2 separate regions of the Canis lupus genome follow, and region 1 is linked to region 2. Evidence: chromatin contacts called from public Hi-C data. All regions are on one chromosome and are shown on one strand. Each heading gives the region's core, a stretch centred on a gene start, on an enhancer-like site or on the middle of the called end of the contact. The rest is flanking DNA. Distances are from core to core; before and after follow the strand shown. Region 1 overlaps SLC39A10 (zinc transporter ZIP10). Region 2 holds the start of SLC39A10 (zinc transporter ZIP10).

Region 1 (6,844 bases), core at 3,050-5,549, 63 kb before region 2:
AAAGGAATCTCAGCAAATGACTTGAAGCCTTACTCAAAATCACCTGCTGAGTTAAACAATGGCGAGTGCTGCAAAAATATCACCGTAATGTATTATTTTTGCCCATTTTATGTACAAGGAATGTGTCAGAGTAAGGAATTTCTAGTATGTTAGAATTATAAAATTTTCTTTTTTATTTAAGAAAGAGAGAGCAAGACAGTGCACCCGTGCAAGAGAAAGGGGTGAGGGGAGAGGGGGAGACGGAATCCCAAGCAGGCTTCACCGTGCAGAGCCCAAAGCAGGTCTTGATCTCATGAACCTGAGATCGTGACCTGAGCCAAAATCAAGAGTCGAACACGTAACCAACTGAGCCACCCAGAATCATAGAATTTTCTAAAGGTTTAGTCATTTTCTTTTCCTATCCACTTCATTGGATTCATAAAGAAGCTCACCCGAACTCTAAAAACAGTACAGACGATTTGCAAAAAGCCAAAGGGGGGTAGGGTGGGGGTGGAGGCAAGAGAGAGTACTACTGAATTATTTGTAAATGGTTTCCTTTCATTAATTTTGCTTATTCACACTGCACTGATCACAATTTTATTTCACATATATAAAATTTTAAGCATGGCCCACCTACCTTTGTGAGGGATGATATAATAAATCCAGTGGCCTTTTTTGCTCCTCAGAGGATTAGAAAAGAACTAGCTACAATAAATATGGAAAGCAACCACACTTCCTACCTCAATTTTTAGTTGTGACTAAAGGAAGTCTGTGTCATAAACGTGGTTTCCCTCAAGTAGAGGGGAAAAGTCACCGTTCACAACAAAGTTAAGAACTTTTAATTAGGGTACAGGCCTGGGTGGCTCGGTCCGTGAGGCATCTACCTCTGGCTCAGGTCATGATCTCAGAGTCCTGGGATTGAGCCCAAGGTCAGGCTCCCTGCTCCGGGATGAGTCTGCTTCTACCTCTCCCTCTGCCCCCCACAACCAGCTCTGTCTCAAATAATTAATTAATTCTGATTTTTACATGGCCAAAAAAGTGTGGATCAGACAAGGTCATGCCTAGAGGAAAGAGAACAAGAAAGACTACATTATGTGGATATATAGCACTGAGGTGGGGTGGGGGTACAAAGTAGCAGGAAAAGGTGTTAACGAATTGAAAAAAGATGTCAGGAATATATTCTAAACCAAGGCCTCAAAATTAACAATTGTCTACTCACTTTTGGAGACTATGTATTCCAGCCTGGAAATCGAGCCCCCCCTCCCCCCCAAGCTCTCTCCCCAGCCTGCTCCAGATCTGAAGCCAGAGAAATGTAAAAGGCACACCTCATGGTGTTCTTTAAGACCCGTAGCACTGTGTGACATCTAACAGGTCAAGCCCAGGATCAGGATGAGACTTGGGATGTATGAGGTCCCACCCTGGAGAGAGACAAATGTGACCGATGTGCCTGTCAGGTGAGACCATTTTGAGTTTGTAGGCCTCTGCAATAAAATGAGTTTCCGGCTAACTGCACAAACTAAAATAGATTGGAGAAATGAAACAATTAAAACAACAGTTCAAACAACTCCCCACCCCCAGTAGAAAAGTGAACTTTTATATCATTGGCCTAGTTGCTGCCAACATTAGACTAGGCAAATCCCTCAGTTCTGGTTCATTGCGGTGTAAACACAAGGACTTTCATCAACATTAGACAGGAAGAAGGACAATATGGAGAGGCTTCAAGCTTCTGATTTGCCATGGCAAGTCCTTTCAAAAATAGGAACGAGACCTAACCCAGGGGAAATAGGAATACCCACTCAAGAATTAATGAAAGGAAGAAGCTCACAGCCGGAGCCAGGATAACAGTCAGACCATACATTTGCCTACATGATGGTACCAAGAAGACTTCTTGCCCAGGGTCACCCATCCCCGGAATTTCACATTTAGAACTTTATTACTGGAACCTGAAACCAAAGGGACTTTGACCTGAGGGAAGTTACCACTATTTTACTACTTATTTATACTGCTGCGAGAGTGTATTTTTTTTCATGCCTTTTCTGAAGAAGAGGAAGTGTTAAGAAGGGAGGAAACACGATTATCCCGTTTCCTAAGGGTAATGTGGTTCAAAGTAGTGTGGGACAAAAGGAAAACTAGACAAATTGCCAACTTCTCAATCTTGCTTCTAGCCAGCCTCGTTCACTCACAGAATACTAAGATGAAGAAAACCAGCAGGCTTGGTAAGCTGTCCCTTGTACCAAGCCTGGGGGCCTAGATGCCAACAGGCAGACGTTCTGGATCTTTTACAATGCTGGAAGCACAGGAAAAAAAAAATCAACTTTCCAAACCTTGAATCCTAGTCCAAAGGAATTAAAAAAAAAAAAAAAAAAAAAAAAAAGGCAATGTAAGTAATCCACATGAATATTGTAAACTCAAAGAGGATTTGTGAATGGTCACACTTCAAGGAAAACTATCAACATGGAAATGCATTAGCAGTAAGTGACCATGTAAATTTTTCAAAGATTTCATTTATTTATTTGAGAGAGAGAGAGAGAGAAAGAGAACAAGGGGGAAGAGCAGAAGGAGAGGGAAGAGAGAGAGAAGCAGCTGAGCATGGGAGCCCAACTTGCTCCATTCCAGAACCTTGAGATCATAACCTAAAGCCAAAGTCAGATGCTTAACGGACTGAGCCTCCTAGACAAGACGCTCCTCCATGTGAATATTTTTTAAAGCAGGTTCATTTGCTTAACCAGTTAAAATTAATAAACTCATTTTTAAAATTCACTTAAAATGTCATCACATGAGAGGTTTCAAACCTTGCCTAGAGATTCCAACTAATGAGACCCGTCTCACAAATGACACTTATGAAAACAATCAATATATCTTTTAAAAATCAAGATACACTAGGTTTAGCTTAACAAACATTGCTTACCTTTATTTATTAAAAATTTGACAGCAGGAATACAGCAGAATTCTAAACATCAGAGAAGGTAATAAATGAATTGTCAAAACAGAGTAGCTTTTAGGGATTTCTAAATTTTTCTTGCGCTGTTTCTAACTAAAGTCCAAATTATATTTTATTTTTACTGGAATAAGCCACTTTTGCATTTTTCACAGAATGCCATGGACCAACTCTTCTAACCATTTCACATCTTTAGAGAAGCTAAATGTTTTTGGGGGAATGTTTTTGGGGGAATGATTCTGGCGGTAGCCAATAATTAAGAACCTACTATGCTTGGCTTGCTTCCCCATAGATGATCTCACCTACAGCTTCCAATGATTTCATCAACTCAGGTTTCATTCCAATTACCGTGACAGTTGCTTTCTCTAGGCAATTAGGTTTCACAGTGTTTCTTCCCACCCTAAATATGGGAAAATGCATAGTTTAAAATGTGTCAGGTGGTTTAAATGAGTTAAATATAACTTATCCCTGTACAGCCCTGCAAGGTAAATATCATTATGCCCATTTCGCAGATGAAGAAAGTTGAGGCAGTTACACAGCATGGGGCAGACCCAGGACCCCAGTCCAGACAGTCGATCTGGAGACTACAGCCTTAACCCTTGCAATACCTTCCCTCCTTATATCAAGTCTGTCCCAATTTTTGTGAGGATACCTATATTAGTTTCTCTGTAAAGATTGATAATTTTTTTTTAGAAATCTGTAGAACCATAAACTGGTTTTCAGTCTGTAAATGTTGCAGGTCAATGGAAATTTTAAATGGAATAGAGAATAGAGAATAGCATAAAAACATTTCAAGATACTTGTAATGTGAACATTTGTTCTTTTTTGCTTTATCTTTCAGCTTGACTGGCTTGAATCAATTCCAAGGGAGATGTTTATTCCACAGTCTCTTAAATTAGAAAGTTAATTAGCCAATCTGGTTATACATTTAGTTGAAAGCTTTCCCCTCTTTATGGTGATTTGATGTAGTTGTTCAAGTATTTATTTATACCAGTAGAGTTATATTAAAAATTAAGCAGAATCAATTATATGTTAACAAGTTTGATCAGTCATGTTAAAGCGAGCTATTAACGTGCTCATCAACGAAGACTTGGTCAGGTGCAGGCAAATATATCCCAGCAAATTTATTTTTTTTTATTATTTTTTTTTAAATTTTTATTTATTTATGATAGTCACACAGAGAGAGAGAGAGAGGGGTCTGGGTTGCTATGGCAATCAAAGCAAACATGCCTTCAAAAAGGAAGTGATATGCAAGGTCTGACTTTTTTTTTTTTTTTTTTTAGAAGGTCTGACTTAAGGATGAGTAAGACAGAGCCGATTAAAGGGCAGGGGGCAGAGCAATGCAAGCAGACGGGTGAAATGAGTACAAGTATGGTTCTCAATTGGGGAACTGAAACCCAGGGTGTTGACGTGTGTTTTTGACACGGGAGATTGGAAGAGAGGAGACAGGACCGGTAAGGCAGGGCTTTGTGGGCCATACAGAGAGTCTGAACGCTGCCCTGGAGGCTGTAAGAGCTGCCCAAGGATCTTAAGCAAGTGTCAAGATCACAGGCAAGAGGGAAGTAGGCAATAGGATCAGCTTGGTAGGCAGAAGAAGGCCTCCCACACCCCCTACAAGTGATACCCACATTCTGATCTCTGGAACCCGTGAATGTTAGTTTACATGGCAAAGGAAAGCAGAGACTGGGGATAGAATTAGGTTGTCAGTTAGCTGACCTTGAGGGGAGAGGATCCCAAATTAGGCTCAAATTTTTTTTAAGATTTTATGTATTTATTCATGAGAGATAGAGAGAGGCAGAGACACAGGCAGAGGGAGAAGCAGGCTCCATGCAGGGAGCCGGACGTGGGACTCGATCCCGGGTCCCCAGGATCATGCCCTGAGCCGAAGGCAGCGCTAAACCGCTGAGCCACCTGGGGATCCCAGGCAGGCTCAATTTAATCACAAAAGTAGAAACAGGAAAATCAGAGGGTGATGTGACCGTGGAAGTTCAGTCAGAGTGATGCAATGTTGCTGGAGAAAGAAAGCCAAAAGCTAAGGAATGTGGGTGGCCTCCAGAAGCTGGAAAAGGCAGGGAGATGGGTCCCTCCAGAAGGAGTGCGGCCCAGTGAGACCATGTCCGACCTCCGACCTACAGAACTTAATAATGAACTTGTTCTAAGCCACCAAGTTTGAAGTAACGTGTTACAACAGAAATAGAAAATGAATACCCTGGGAAGCTGTTACAGCAATAATCCACGTGTGAAGCAATCGTGGATTAAACAAAGAGCTCTGATAAGGGTCAAGGAGAGAAAATGAAACTGGACCCCCGCTCTGTTAACGTCCTAGCTATGGCCTTGAAACACCCTTCTTAAAGCCTGATCGTTCAGCTTCGAGTTCAATACCTAAAAACTGAGCACTATTTTGCAGGGTTTTGTTTGTTTTACTTTCTATTTTTATGAGAGTAATACATTAACATTAGCTTTAAATTTCAAAAAGAAATGGCGTGCTATAATACAAATGAATCCTGAAAACATTATGCTAAGTGGAGTAAGTCAGACACAAAAACAAATATCTTATGATTCCACTGGTATGAGATACCTAGAAAAGGCACATTCATCAAAGCAGAAAGTACCAGAACAGAGGTTACCACGTGGTGGGTGGGGGAAGAGGGTGAGGAAGAGAATGGGGAATTAAGGCATAATGGGTACAGTTTCCATTTGGGATGATGAAAAAATTCTGGAAATGGATAGTGTTGATGGCTGTACAACACTGTGAATGTACTTTAATGCAACTGAAGTGTTAAAATGGTAAATTTTGTGTATAATTTACCCCAACAAACCCTACCATATTGATTAAACCCATTTGATTTTATTTTGCAATATCTTAGATGCTAGCAAGAAAAAAAGTAGAATTTTTTAATGGGCTCTCCTTCATCTACTCATAAATACAAGTCAATAAAACCTTTCTGTCTGAGTGTCAGACCTTAAAAAAATGGCTAAAATGATATTTATTATATATATTTAACTACAATTAAAAAAAAATTAGAACAGAAACAGCAGTATATCTCCAACTCCGGAATTTACCTCCTGGAACAAAACCTTCCATTATTTCAGCTTTTCTCCAGGGAATTATGTCCATGTTTTAAAATGATATACTTACCCTGCTATTTCATCAATTTTAGATTTCTGCTATTGACTTTCAATAAGGAAGGCCAGGATTTAACTCTCTTAAATACACACACTCATATCTAGGAGATCAGGGAGTCTGCTCCTTTACATCAGATTTCTTTTCTTTTTTCTTTTTTTTTTTTTTTTTAAAGAATCTATTTATTTATTCATGAGAGACACACACACACACAGAGAGGCAGAGGGAGAAGCAGGCTCCATGCAGGGAGCCCAACGTGGGACTCGATCCCAGGTCTCCAGGATCGCACCCTGGGCCAAAGGCGGCTAAACTGCTGAGCCCCTCCGGGATCCCCTCGATTTTCAACATCTTCCTATTTCCAGATATATGGATCACCTCCTTCTTCACAGGGGCCCAGTGCTACAACTCAGCACCCCCAAGGGCTTCCTTCTTCCTGCTATTCCCATTCCCAAGGACTAAATTCTCTAAGGAAAAATAGTTCATCATTCTCTATCTTTCAAACTGTTTATTACTCTTGCCCATTATCTTCTCTATTGCTGTATCTTTGCCATTTCTTTACTTCATTTTTGTGATCTTTTAGTTGAGAAAAACATAAACACCCGTGTTCCATCTGTCATAGTTTACCAGAACTACTCCAGGGTTGCTTTTAAGATTAAATAAACTAATACAAGTAAATAAGATAATGTAGGCATTTAAAATACTTTGTAAAGTCCCTGACACCTAATAAGGTATAATCAAAGCAACAGTAAGGTCCCTGTCACAATTATCACCAATTACCTAGCAAAAGGTTGTTAGTAGGGCCT
Region 2 (7,065 bases), core at 1,299-3,798:
GGATATACTGATATATTGAGGGGCTATCTTCAGCCCAAATGCTTAATTAGAAGATTATCTTTATTGGTAAGCTGTCATCATACTAAAAATGCAACTTAATACAGTAACAAAATAAAAGGCAAAACCTTCGGATAATAGTCTAGGAAACTAAGATAATACACCTCTCTACCCATCCAGAGCCAGTCAAGGACTTGACAAAGGACACCATTTTTTGTATTTTTCATTGGGGTCTTAAATATATTTGAGTATGGAGTTTCTTACATATTGATTTCTGCATACAATCTGTGGAAAAGGAAGTTCTCTGACTTCTGTATCAGAGAATATGAAATGACTGGCCATACTCAAAACTGAGAAGCATTTTGCAAAACTATTGAATAACTGTAAAAATAGGTGGTATTTCACTGAATCTCCTAAACCCATCCATTAACTAGGACTTTATTTCCTTTCTACCGTCAAAGTGTAAAAGAGGTAAAGTTATAGGACCAGAATGAAACTTTCAAGAGGTCTCTTTATCCCGCATGAGTTCCTGTAATAGAATGTGCTGGCGATTCCATTTCTCATCTGCAGGAATCCAAGGGGAAGGAGCAAGAGTTAGAGTAGAAGGTGAGAAAGTGATCATTGCAGAGTCTTAATGTCTCAGAGTCTGATGTGATCACAGGGCTCTTTAGTTTAGCCTCCTACCTTTTCACTCTCCAAGATCATAGTGTTTCTGTTTTGTGTTACAAGAGGAGTTGGTAATTTAATGGGGTTTATTTATGCAGTTGGAATTTTAAAGTAGAGGGTAAATTAAAAGGAAGTAAGACTTGATTACAAGATCAAAGCTCTATTTGAAAACTGTGGGGTTCTTGCAGGAAGAAATTAGAAAGCTTTAAAAAGCTGTACATTTAAAAAGTATTTTACAGTTTACAAAACACTTTTATGTAAAATTATTTCATTTACACATACAATGAGGGAGCTCCAGGGAGTCCACTAGCAGAGCTGTGACTAGAATCGTACTTCTGGTTGCTTCATCTAAGACTCTGCACTTCCTCTTTTTCTTTCTCTCTCTGCTCTCCTTCTCTCCTTCCTCCTCCTACTCCCGCTGATTGATTCTGAAACTTACTATATGGATGCTTAACAACACAAAGAACTAAAAACTTTTTGAGGGCAAATTTAGTGTCTTATTTATTTTTGCATCTCTAGCCATCTAATCCAACATAGGTATTCAGCTAATATTTGTTGAATGAATTAATAGAATAAAATAAAAAGATAAATTGAAGGAGAACCATCTTTCCAGATAGTAAACTAGTAAATGAAAATAGAAAATTAATACTATAGATTTTAGACATTTAGAATATCAAGTACTGTATTAGATGCTATCTTATCATCTGATCTGTCATTTATCTTGTTAGCCTAACTCCAAATAATACATTTTATCATCAATAATACATTGCTATTGTTTACAAATTTTCAGGTCATTAAATCATAATTGAAATGTAGAAAGATTTGTCTTATTTTACTGACAACATGAAAGTTAGATTCCATTCTTCAGTAACATATGGTTGTTTGGAATAAAACAAATAAAAATAATCATTAACAATTATTTCTCAATAAAACTGGGGGGAAAATGGTCATAATTACCTGTCACATCTGGAAAGTAGAAGACTATGACCATTAACTCTTATTTGTGACAGTTTTCCTTATTTATTGTTATTATATTTCCTTTATAAATATCACAGGTTTCTGAAAGCATCAACTGATCATTTTTATATTATTCCCATCAACCTGGCTTATCTGTGAATAGATTCCAACTGGCAACTGGCCATGCTTGGATAAAACAAGATTTCATAGGTAGATCTTGTTCTGCCTGCATGTCGAGGTAAAGATCCTGGACGTGTTGAGCTTTATTTTATTTCTGCAAAGTCTCTAAGAGTAAATATTTGTGTGTGTGACTTGGAAGAAAATTTAGAGGAAGCAGAAATTTATTCTTTATTTAAGACTCAGAATCATTGAGGTAATGTCCTAGCAAGACACACTGAGAAGAAGAATCTCAAGCATATACAAATTTTACAAAACCAAACCCATAAAGCAAATAAAGATGAAATATCCAGTATCCAATTTAGACTCTCTAGATCCACACCAAAGAAGAAAATACAGAAAAATGGCCCACGCTGTAATTTTGCCAACTTAGTTAGCTGCTGTTAAGAAACACTACAGGATGCCATCTAGTGACAGGTGACCAACATATGATTAATCACATAGAAATGATGGGGTGAGGACGTAAATATCCCAGGGTTTTGTATGTAAGGAGAAAATCCTTCTGAGAGAATTACATTTGGTAGATTAGTTTTATTTCTCTAGGTGCACAGAGTGTATGGAAATTTATCAGAGAGCTGCAGCCTGGGGATTTTTATTTTGAAAGACTGTATTGCCACCTACCTCCAGATCTGAACCTCCACCTCCTTCTGCCGCTGCCCTTCACCATCCAGTCCGCAGCTGAGCTCAGAACTGGTGAGTGCCCTCAAGTCGTAGCCCTCCGTAGAGTGACAGGTGGTGGAGGTGGAGCACTTTAGAAACCAGTCTCAAAAAAAAAAAAAAAACCAAAACACAAAAAAACCAAAAAAAACCCAACTTCAAAAAAGGAACCAAGATGATTCCTAAAACAATCTGTCCCCAATTAAAAATAACAACAACAATAATAAATAAACTGCTGGAAGTTCAAAGAGTAAAACTAAAATAAGGACCAGAGGAAATCATCTGTGTTTTTCTCAGTCAACGACTGTGCAGACCTGATGCTGTCTCGTTCCTCCTACCAAAGCCTCACTGAAAATGCCAGAGACCTCTCTCTAAATGGCTGTAGCATTATGCCCTAAGGGAAATAATTTTTTTCAACATTTCTCATCTTTTGTAAACAGATGGCATAGTTCTTTTTTTCTTTTTCTTTTCTTCTTCTTTTTTTTTTTTTTTTTAAGAGAAAGACCAACAATCTGTCAACTGTGGAATTCTCATAGTCCAATAATTTCTTTTCGGTTAATTTTTCACAACTAGATTAACCAGGGCTGCTGCCATAGATACATTGAAGAAAATGAGATGCTTCCCAGTATTCATGTATATCCCATTAAAGCTCAATAAGAATATCTCAGTTGCCTCAGAAAAATATCAAGTTAAAAACCCTTGTGGAATGAAAAGAAAAGCTTATCAAAATCTCCAGCCTTGAGTGCATCTAGTTGTTTGCTTTTTATTGTTGCCTACATGCTGTGATTGGAGCACAATGTGTGGAAATTGCATAACCCTTATTTCCACAAATCAAAGCTATTGAGAAATGGGAAGGCCGTGTAGGAGCTGCTACATGAAATGTTGATCAAAAAAAAAATTCTGCCTTTATATCTAAAGTCTTCTCTTCTTTCTTTTAACTCTAGTTTTAACCATCACTGGCCTTTGTGGGCTTTTTTTTTTTTTAAAACTAAAATCAGAATTAGCTACAGGCCAAGTAACATTGTTTTAAAAAGTGTTTGTCTCTCTGTTCCTTATATTTTTCTTTTGTTCAACTTCATTTTAGGGTTTTTTGAAATCTGGTCTAGTCTAGGCAAAAGGTTCTGAATTCAAGTATTGGAGCCATCAAGATAAACTTTGGTGCGATTTCCATGCCTCAGGGGAAATTTTGGTGCCTTCAGCCCAATCCGCTCCAGGTTGGGGATGGTGGGAGTTAAAAGAGTCCTTTTAGATCTTCTTTCACATTTAAAATAGTGATCAGTTAGATGGTCTTTTGGGTCAAAGTGAGCCTTGGGCGGGATTAGGGAGTCAAGAGAAGCCCGGCTCATTCCAGCTCTGTTACCCTTGCCCAACAGAATTTTGGTTGCACTGCTCTCATTGATGCCCACACTCTCTTCTTTCTTTGGCGCCATGGCTACTGGTGAGAACTGAAAAACTTCCCCCTTTCCAGTGAATATATCAGGGCTAGGCCAGGGATGGATGGGATGGGAACCTCTACCACCTTTTTGGAAATCTGGAAGCTCAAATGGGTTATTTACCTCAGAGTGAAATGCCCTGTTGCTGGGAGAAATTCTATTGAGGTATTCTCTTAGTCCTTTCAATTTTAAAGTCGTTTTGAGGAAGTAATAGTGTGCAAAAAAAAAAAAAAAAAAAAAAAAAGGCATAAAATTTAGCCATGGGTTGACACTTTCCAACACCTGGGCTACAGTGAGCATAAAAATATCTTTTTAGGTTCTAGATTATGATCAAAGATTGTTTTCTTCTGTGATAGTTCTCCTTGAAGTAGTATTTTGGTGTTTTTAAAAGCAAATTCCAGAGATTTTAAGGTTAAAATAGTGAGTAGAACAAACATCTATGGTCAGTCACACAGCCTAATTTTGAATCCAGTTTTTTCTTTTATCTTTACATTCCAGGGCCATTTTTTCCCTATCCTTTTCACCTCTGGGATTTTTCTGGGAAGAGAAGTATAAAATTGCCTTTCTGCCTACATCCCCTTCTAAAAGAATCTGTTCCCACCCACAAACCCTGCTAAACAGATGGGCCTAGTCATCCATGATTATCTCAGATGACCCTACTCCTCTGGCTATAGGAGACAAGGACCAATGTGTGGAGACCCACTATGCAAGTCAACCCATAGGTTAGGCCAAGTTAATTATATTTAAGACTTTTGATATAAAGCGCAAACATCACAGGTCAATGATGGGAATGGAATTAGATTTGCAGAATCACAGATATTTGGCTTGGGAGTTGTCCCATGGCAAGAGAGCAATGTGGAATAGACATGCAGAAAGAAAGAATAACAAGAGCTCTGGTTGATATTTGGGAAGTCTCTCCTCGCCAGCCAGGCTTCTTTCTACTTTCTAAGTAAACATTGTGTTTTCCAGCACGGGTTGGGTCAGATTGCCCAGCTCCAGGGCTAATTGCTGTTTGGCTTCAGACATTGTTCCTCCAGTTAGGAACAACGATGTTGAGTAGACAGTGGCAAGGGTTTGGGGGAAAGAAAATTTCTCTCTAACCCATGGGGGTTACCACAAAAGCACTCTCTGCTTTTGTAGATATGAACTAGGAATAATGAACTTCTGGTTGTTTCTCACTACCTCCTTGAGACCATTAGAAGAGACAAGGTGGAGGTGAAAACAACATCATGGAAGACAGAGAATAACAATGGAAAAAAAAGTAGGTCTTTGTTGATATTATAGAGCCCTTGGCTTTTTTATTTTATTTTTTCATTTTACATAAGCTCTCTACCTAACATGGGATTCAAACTCATGACCCTGAGATCAAGAGTTGCATGCCCTACCAATAAGCCAACCGGGTCCCTTCTTATAAAAAGCCTGCTCGATCTTTTTGCTTTCTCAGTCATATGAATAATACATATCAATAATTCCTTAAATTATTTGGTTGGATTTTTTTTCAGTGAAATCTTAAATTTGAGTGAGACTAATGATTTTCTAGGTCTTAGCAGACCAAGCATTCCCTTGAATTTCACCAATCCCTAAGTAGAGCCGTCCTTAGTACCATCTTCTCCATTGTGTTTTGCCTGACTCTGTGTCACTTAGCAAAGTGCCTGGTACAGACTTGTTGCATCTATTAAATGATAAATCCTCACCTCTCTTACTTTTTCAATAATTTTTTCTGCATACAGTCTTTGAAAGTAGTGCATTTAGAGGAGACATCTGATTTTCATGGTTGTATGCCATGGTCTTGGAGAAGATTAAAGACACCTACTAATGAAATGAGGAAGGAGGAGGCCAGCCAACTTCATTAAAGCTAGGCAAAGTGATAGAGCTGTGAAAACACACAACATGACACACACTTTCTTATTGCATCTATTCCACAGATACCTTCGTTCCTACCTTGGTAAGACTTTGTCTTCTGCATTTGAAATGAAAATGGATAGGAAAAAAAGATGATATTTTCCCATAGTCAAAATCAAGGGGTGTGTCTGAAACTTTGGTACATTATCTCACTTACCCTGACAATCCTGCCCAACAGGCATCATCACTTCTACCACAGGAATGGGGAAAATGAGGAAGAAAGATTAATTAACTTGTCCAAGATAGTAAGTGACAGAGCTAAGAGATATTGGAATTAGAAGATCCACTATTACTTTATGATGATTATCAAATGGTGATTAATTTATGACCTCTCTGGGCTGGCCAGTTCTGGAGTTCTTGCTGAAAGGATGGCATAGCATGCATAAAAGACCTCTGGAAAAATCCTAAGAAGCTGGTAGTGTGGTTCTCTCCAGGGATACTAACTGGGTAATCAGGAAATATTTATTTTCCATTGCCCAATATTTTGACAAATGCCTTTTGACATTTGAGCGGTATGCTTATTTTATCCAAAGAAAGTGACATATTTTGAAAAAAATCATATCATGAAAACGTTTTATGTGATAAAATGACTGGCCTGTATTAGACGAGTTAGTATCCCTTCCAGCTCTAACATCATGTTTTTGTGTAGTTTCATGAGAGGTCTTCCAGTTTTAGAGAATACAGAAATTCTTGCACTGAATGTTCTCTCACACCACTGAAACTGCCTGAAAGGATCCTAAAAAGGTTACCTGTATTCTTGGCAGTATCAATGGCTTAAAAAAAAAAAAAAATCAGATAAATTGAATTACATTTTGGAAGTTAACCTTCAGATTCAGATTAGACCAAGTATCTCTAGGGCCCAATAAAACCTGAAGGGACCTGCCAGCATTTTCACTTGAAAGAATAACTTTGTTGTGATTAAAACCAAACTACCTAAGGAGTGGAGAGAAGAGCAGTTAGGAGACCAGCAATTAATCACCTCCGATATCTCCCATGGGTGAGGACAGGCTGAAGGCAAGCATGCTTAGCACATTTTATTTTCTCAGGAACACAGCAGGCATCTTGTAAAATCACTAGGATAGGCCCCACAACCAAAACAAAAGAGGACAAAGAAAATTCATGTACACAGGCACTGGCAATTTGCCTTCATTCTCTAATGGTAAACCCTACAGGAGACAGGAACCCTTTGGAGCTGACCTTGTCTCTTCTTACCAAAGACAGTTTGGTATGTGATTGTGTGTTTGTTTAAACGAAATGCTTCACATTTATGAAATCT

The links. Hi-C and Micro-C count contacts between places; a contact is called where the count stands out from the background.
Region 1: a contact with region 2 is called in a Hi-C map of blood, with 2.7 times the contacts expected there. The contact joins the enhancer-like site here to the promoter of SLC39A10 in region 2. A contact is called at or near these places in 2 of 9 Hi-C or Micro-C datasets (amygdala and blood).

What each region holds. Positions count from the first base shown.
Region 1 is chr37:5,321,491-5,328,334 of UU_Cfam_GSD_1.0, reverse strand. The region is part of intron 1 of SLC39A10 (zinc transporter ZIP10); the gene reads right to left. Among named protein-coding and RNA genes, the nearest start is that of SLC39A10, 64 kb to the right of the region's middle. Within about 2 kb of position 4,299, at least 6 of the 20 cell types and tissues checked have an H3K27ac peak or open chromatin away from gene starts, as enhancers often do. A contact at or near this core is called in blood, where this site is marked.
Region 2 is chr37:5,256,077-5,263,141 of UU_Cfam_GSD_1.0, reverse strand. It overlaps SLC39A10 (zinc transporter ZIP10), which reads right to left and starts at 2,548. Exons shown (of 10, transcript XM_038585209.1): 1 at 2,419-2,548. The coding sequence starts at 2,464.